2 separate regions of the Triticum aestivum genome follow, and region 2 is linked to region 1. Evidence: chromatin contacts called from public Hi-C data. All regions are on one chromosome and are shown on one strand. The core of a region is the stretch at or near the end of the contact, and the rest is flanking DNA. Distances in the headings are between cores, read along the strand shown.

Evidence for each region. Hi-C and Micro-C count contacts between places; a contact is called where the count stands out from the background.
Region 2: a Hi-C map of leaf shows a contact between it and region 1, with 3 times the contacts expected there. The contact joins the promoter of LOC123096958 here to the promoter of LOC123096956 in region 1. A contact is called at or near these places in 2 of 5 Hi-C or Micro-C datasets (both in leaf).

What each region holds. Positions count from the first base shown.
Region 1 is chr4D:150,337,965-150,340,969 of IWGSC CS RefSeq v2.1, forward strand. LOC123096956 (DEAD-box ATP-dependent RNA helicase 52C) reads right to left here and starts at 1,597. Exons shown (of 5, transcript XM_044518746.1): 1 at 768-1,597; 2 at 473-556. The coding sequence starts at 1,478.
Region 2 is chr4D:151,307,180-151,310,184 of IWGSC CS RefSeq v2.1, forward strand. It overlaps LOC123096958, which reads right to left and starts at 1,577. Exons shown (of 2, transcript XM_044518749.1): 1 at 1,242-1,577; 2 at 338-970. The coding sequence starts at 1,508. The coding sequence ends at 887.

The DNA.
Region 1 (3,005 bases), core at 347-2,846:
AAGAAAGAACCACATTTCGAAATCATACGATCAAGCACTAAACCACAAACTTACACAGAATAAAGGACCATGTCTTTCTAAATATACAAATGGACCTGCCAAAGTACGTACTGTGTAATACGCTCAGCAACGAAGGATGCAGGCACATGTTCAGTTGTTATTTGCTAACACGAAATTGTTGGATACAGTATGAACAAATTATAAACATACCTAACAATTTTATCAGTTTATGGGAATCACCTTTGCATTGCAGCAAAATTAACTGTAACCATATGCAATGCATGGCACCCAGCAATTCCACAGAGACCATTAACATCAGAGGACTTGCATAGCCTCTGTGAAGAACTGACTGCATATCCTACCATGCATATACTACACTCATACTGAAATGAGTTCCAGGGCAGAAATTTTATAAGAAACAGACAATTTTCAGAACTTGAGCTATTAGGGCCAACGACAGACAGAACCTGACCTGCTGGGTAATAGGGGCCCCGCCATATGCAACCACTACCCTGACACCAGTCTGATATGAAAATTTTCTCGCCTCTTCATGAATCTGCAGCACAAGGCAAGCACAGCGAAACAACTATCACGCACATGGCGCAGGAGATTAACTGGGCGTAATATCAAACGTCAAACAAGATCAGTTTTGCTAAAGCACATCTAGATGTGCCATAAGTATTGCACATCTAAGTCATATATCATTGATCTTAAGTGAAGATTCGTGTGGGTATTTTCTCCAAGCAAGATATATACACGACCATCACCTGCATTGACAGCTCTCTTGTGGGCGACAGGATGAGGGCAAGAGGGCAGGCGGTCCTACTCCCGCCGCGCTGTGACCGCTGCACGGGCGGGCCCCGCATGATGCCGCTGATGATGGGGAAGCAGAAGGCGGCCGTTTTCCCCGATCCAGTCTGCGCGCAAGCCATGAGATCTCGCCCAGCCAGCGAGATTGGGATGGCATGGCGCTGCACGGGCGTGGGCCGCACGTACTTGCACCGGCGAATGTTGTCGTTCAGCGCGGCGCCGAGGTCGATCTCCGCGAACGTGCCCACGGCGGGCGGAACCTCCCGGCCGCTGGTCTCGACGGGGATGTCCTCGTACGCTTCAAAGTTGATCCCCGTGTTCTGGTGCTCGTCGAAGGGCACGGGCTCCGCCGGCACCTCCTCCTCGTCCCCGAAAGGGTTGGGCTCCCGGTCCCACCTACGAGGTGGGGCCCCGCCTCCCCCGAACCTCCCACCGACGCCGCTGGTGGGGCGGCCGAGGAGGCCGGGCGCGGCGCGCGGGGGTGGAGCGGAGGACACCGGAGGCGCGGTGGAGGAGGAGCGGTTGCGGAGGTGGGGAGGGACGTAGGAGGAGCGGTCGGCACGCGCGGGGCCGTTGGATGTGGCGGGCGCCGCCGCTGGAACGGGAGCGGGAGGGGCATGTTCAGCGTCGGCGACGTCGGCCCAGGAGGTGCGGGAGGGGGCCGCCATGGTTAGATGGGATCTGCGCGGAGGTGGAGGTGGGAGGAGGCGAGGTGGGCACTGTCTTTTTTTTCTCAGGGCACAGCTTTCTGCGGGATTTCGATCGGTGGTGGTTGGGTGGAGTTTGCGGCTAAAACGAAGGCGGCTGCTACAAATCGGCCGGTTGATCTTCGGGAAAGATAAACCGCCTGCTTAGCCGTCCGATGCAAGTGCACATGGTCGTTCGATGGAAAAGGTGAGCGCGGGTGTCTTTCTTTCTCTTTCTCTCGTCTACACCAACAGAAGCCCAGTAATGAGACGATGCACTGCCTCTCTGCAGCAGCGACGACCGCCATGGTCCCCCGTCGTTGGAGACGTCATGCATGCTACTTTGCATCGCCTCCGCATCGTTGATGTAGTGCAGCACCACCGCCACTCCTGCCTCAAACGCTGCACCTCCGGTCTCTCTGTAGCGGCGTGTGCTGCTGCATCACAGTAGCCAGCAGCCCGGCAAGCTTCGACGAGCGTTGCATGGCATCACCAGCGTCGTGACGTGCGTGCTCCTTTGCAGCGTCGGCGTCATTTCATTAGAGCTCCGACGACGCTCCATTGCAATTCCAGTGCATCATTGAAGCTCCGACAACGCTCCATTGGAGCTCCGGCGACGCTCCATTGGAACTCCGGTAACCCTTCATTGGAGCTCCGGCGACTTTCCATTGCAACTCCGGCGGAGCTTCAACAACCCCCTTGTGTTTCATTGCAGCTCCGTCCGGCGGCCCTGGTGATGCTTCATCGCAACGCCGGCGAGCCCCTGTCTGCAGCACCGCCACTCGCTTGAAGCCGGCGGCATCCTCCCTTCCCTACAACAATGTCGACTCCCGCGACAGGGGCTTGTTTGCAGCAACGACTCCGTCGTCATTCGGCCGCCCCCTGCAGCGCAGCAACGCCCCTCCTTCGTAGCAGCAGCAGCTCCGCCAACCGGGATTGGAGAGGTCATGGACAGGGTGAACCGCTCGGGGAGAGAAGAAAGGTAGCCTGCAAGGGGATTGTGGTCCGGGGAGAGAGGAGACGTACGCATCTAGAGGATGAAGGAGACGACTCGGTCACCCAGGGGAGAAGATAAGGTTGCGGGGACAGGCGGTGCAGCGGTCTCATGGGGACGTGTGTCGCCCTCTCGAGGCGGTTGGAGAGATCATGAAATCATCCGGTTGAATTGGAATGTTTTCCTAAAACGAAGCGTGCGAGACTGAAAACCTAAGGCCTTGTACAACGCTGGTGCTTGTGCACCGGCGCTAGCTGCATGGCGCCTCGAAAATTTCTTTAATCCTCAACGCGTGGTGCTTGGTATGGGGTGCTAGCTGGGCCCTTTTTCTATTTTTTGCCTGCCGATGAAGGCACTGACTCAGGCATCGCGACTTGAAGGAGCAGTTATTTGTTGTAACACCGGCTGGCACCGGAAGCAAAACTTTGCTTCTGCCACCCATCCTAAGCACCTGTGTAATCAATTCTTAAGGAAAAAACCGGGTTTTTTTGTGAGGCACCTGTGTAAGCACCCGC
Region 2 (3,005 bases), core at 327-2,826, 970 kb after region 1:
CCGGCGCGGTTCCGTTGCTAGAGGGACCACGACGACGACGACACCGACGGAGACGGAGGTGTGGCAGGGCAGGGCGGCCACGCGTACGAGGTGGTCGTTCGGTATAGGGTTTAGGTTTTTTTTAGTTTTTTTAGTTAAATGGTCGAAATATCGAAAATTTTATGTAAATTATATCCGAACTTGAAATGATCGAATTTCGTGAGGTTGGGTCGAATTGTTGGCCGGATGTATGCGGCTACGGTTGGATGGCGTCCTCTCGCATCCGTGACTGCGGACTGACCCCCCCCCCCCCTCCACAGACGGATGTGGGAGGAAATTTGCGGGTTGCCGTTGGAGATACCTTTATCTCCAACGAGCCGACATAAATGCACACAAATTTTATTCTTTTGTTAATTTGGACCTCGTCACGTGAATCTTGCCAAAGAGCCTAATCGGTCAACCATTTGTTCGGCCTAACCGATTTGTTGGCCATTTTTTCTTAATTTAAACATTCTATGCATATACACAACCAAAAAAAGACAAAACATTGCACATAGTTTACAAACAAATAAATCACATAGTATTCCATCACAACAAATAAAAATCTCATACCTTATTACAACCAAATGGATTTAAAATTGTAGCAAATGCATTGAAAAAAGAGTCGAGAGATCTATTGGTTTCCTATTTGATTCTATATGCTCAACCAAATTATTTTAAAGTTGAATGTGAGAGGACACAACCAAACGCAATGTTCTGTTCATGACAATCAGTTGACTCCAACACAAATTTTCACGCTTTATATTCCAATATATCACACAGAGGGTCTTCGGTAGCAACACCTAACATCCAATTAAATCAACTACTGCAATTTAGTTTATACTCCACTTTTTCATACAAAGGATCTTCAGGCAGAAACACTTAACATCATGGTGATCCTTAGTTGTTTTTTTGCCTTCCAGATTTCCCTGCCTAATTCTTGGCTCCGCCCCTGGTATTTGTACGCACTTGACACGTCAGTTCCATATCAAAGGCAAGTCCTACTGGCCAAACAATCCAAACTTCCTGAAAATGGAGCAGGGCAGCCTAAAGGACAGACATTCTAGGAGACTTGCGTATTTTTTCATTCTATCACTGAATTTATGGTCAAGTATGCGGACATACGCGTCACATTCCCAAATCCTGGACTCCTGAAATGAGTCAAAAGAAGCAGCAAACTTTGGGGCGGGGAAGGGAACTAGCCAGTGAGAAGCCGAACGTACCGGGTTGCCGCGGTCGTCGACGACGAGTCCGTGCATGGCACACGACATGGCCGCCTCCTCTACCATCTCCGCCTGCACCGCCGCGGCCTTCCTATCCCACACCGGCGCCGCGCTCGACGGCGCCTTGGCTCTCATTGCCCTCAGGGAACCGACGCGTCTGTGGTAAGGGGACACGCACGAGTTAGCTGCGGCGAGGTGCACCCGGGCCGTCGGGGCGGGGAGGCGGCGGGCGCAGTGGTGATAGGAGGAGGAGATGCAGGAGGACATGGCGGACCAATGTTTGGGAGTTGCAGTGGAGTTTCTGCAATTTGTTGGGGTCTGGTTTGTGTCGTGCCTGGCGTTACGGTCAGACTTTGGAGTCTCAGAGCGAGCCGCCACGGTGCTTCCTACTCTCTGCGTCACACGTCTTTCTTTTCCGAAGTTGATCACCTCTAAGTGCAGCCGCAAACCTCTCGTAACGGTCCGTATCAAGCTGCCCGGACCTCAAACGTCATCCAACACGATACTGTATCGGTCCGCAGGGCGATCCAGACATAATTTCTCCCATAAACCTGAGACAAATGTGAGGGGCTTTGCGTGAGTCTGGACCGCTCCCAAACCCATTTCTGACTGCCCTGGTCCACCCAAAATCCCCATCCGCCTCTCCCGCACTTTCCTTCCGATGCACGCGCCGCTTACCGTGCCGCATTCATGCCGGTCAAGAGCATGCAGCGGCCGACATTGATGTCGCGATGTGAACGGTGGAGGAAGAGCAGCGCCGACCGATGCGACCTCTCAGTAGCCGCCGCTTCAATGCTGAAGTAGGTTCCCGAGGAACCAACTCTGGACGCTGCGCCGCATTGAAATGGACCTCCCCTTCACTCGGGCCTCGAAACGACTATTTAAACTGTGCGTCGGGGACGTACAGAGCCGCACTCCACCTCCCCGAGCACCGGCCCCTCCCATCCCCCGTCTCCGTGCCCGAGCCCCTCCCTCGCCCTCTTCGACCCAAGCTCAGCTCCGCGCCGACAGGCGGAGTAGGAGGAAGCTCCTCCTTCGGCATATCTTGGCGCCGCCGCCCGCGCTCTCGGGTCCTTCAACGTCCATCTCCGCCAAGGAGGAGATCGTCATCTCCTTCGGTGACGAGGAGGACCAGGCGTCGCCGCAGGAGCCACTGCAGTAGCCGCCCCGACTCCTCAAGGAGGCCGCTCTGACGGACGAAGATTTCATTCGTCAGATCGAGATAATGACGGAGCGGTTGCTCCGTGACATTGGGACCGTAGCCGCCATCACTGGTGCTCGTGAAGGAGGAGCCGCCATCCCCGTCGCGCCACCATGTGAAGCCTGAGCCGGCATCCACACTCCTGCCGGTGACTGAGGAGCCAGCCTCGCCCCGGCACAACCGCGGCGTCCAGATCGGATGTCGCGTGAAGGAGGAGCCGGCCTCGCCCTCGCACCACCGCGTCATCCAGATCGGATGACGGGTCAAGGAGGAGCCTGCGTTCCCGCCACGCAACTAGTACGGCCGCATCGACACGTCGATGTGGCCGCCGCGCCTCCACCGCCTTGCTGTCAGAGAGGAGATGCCGCCTGTGATCAAGAAGGCGCGGGGTCACCTCCTCCACTACCTCGGAGGAGGCGGTTACAACGGTCCCTCGAGCTCGAGGGCTGTCGTGTCCGAGGCGGAGCGCGTGGCTCGCCAATAGACGAGGTACGACTGGTGCAGTGCCAGTCGGCGCTCCGCGTTCGCCAAGAACGACGTGGCGCCAGAATGGGTCCGCAACG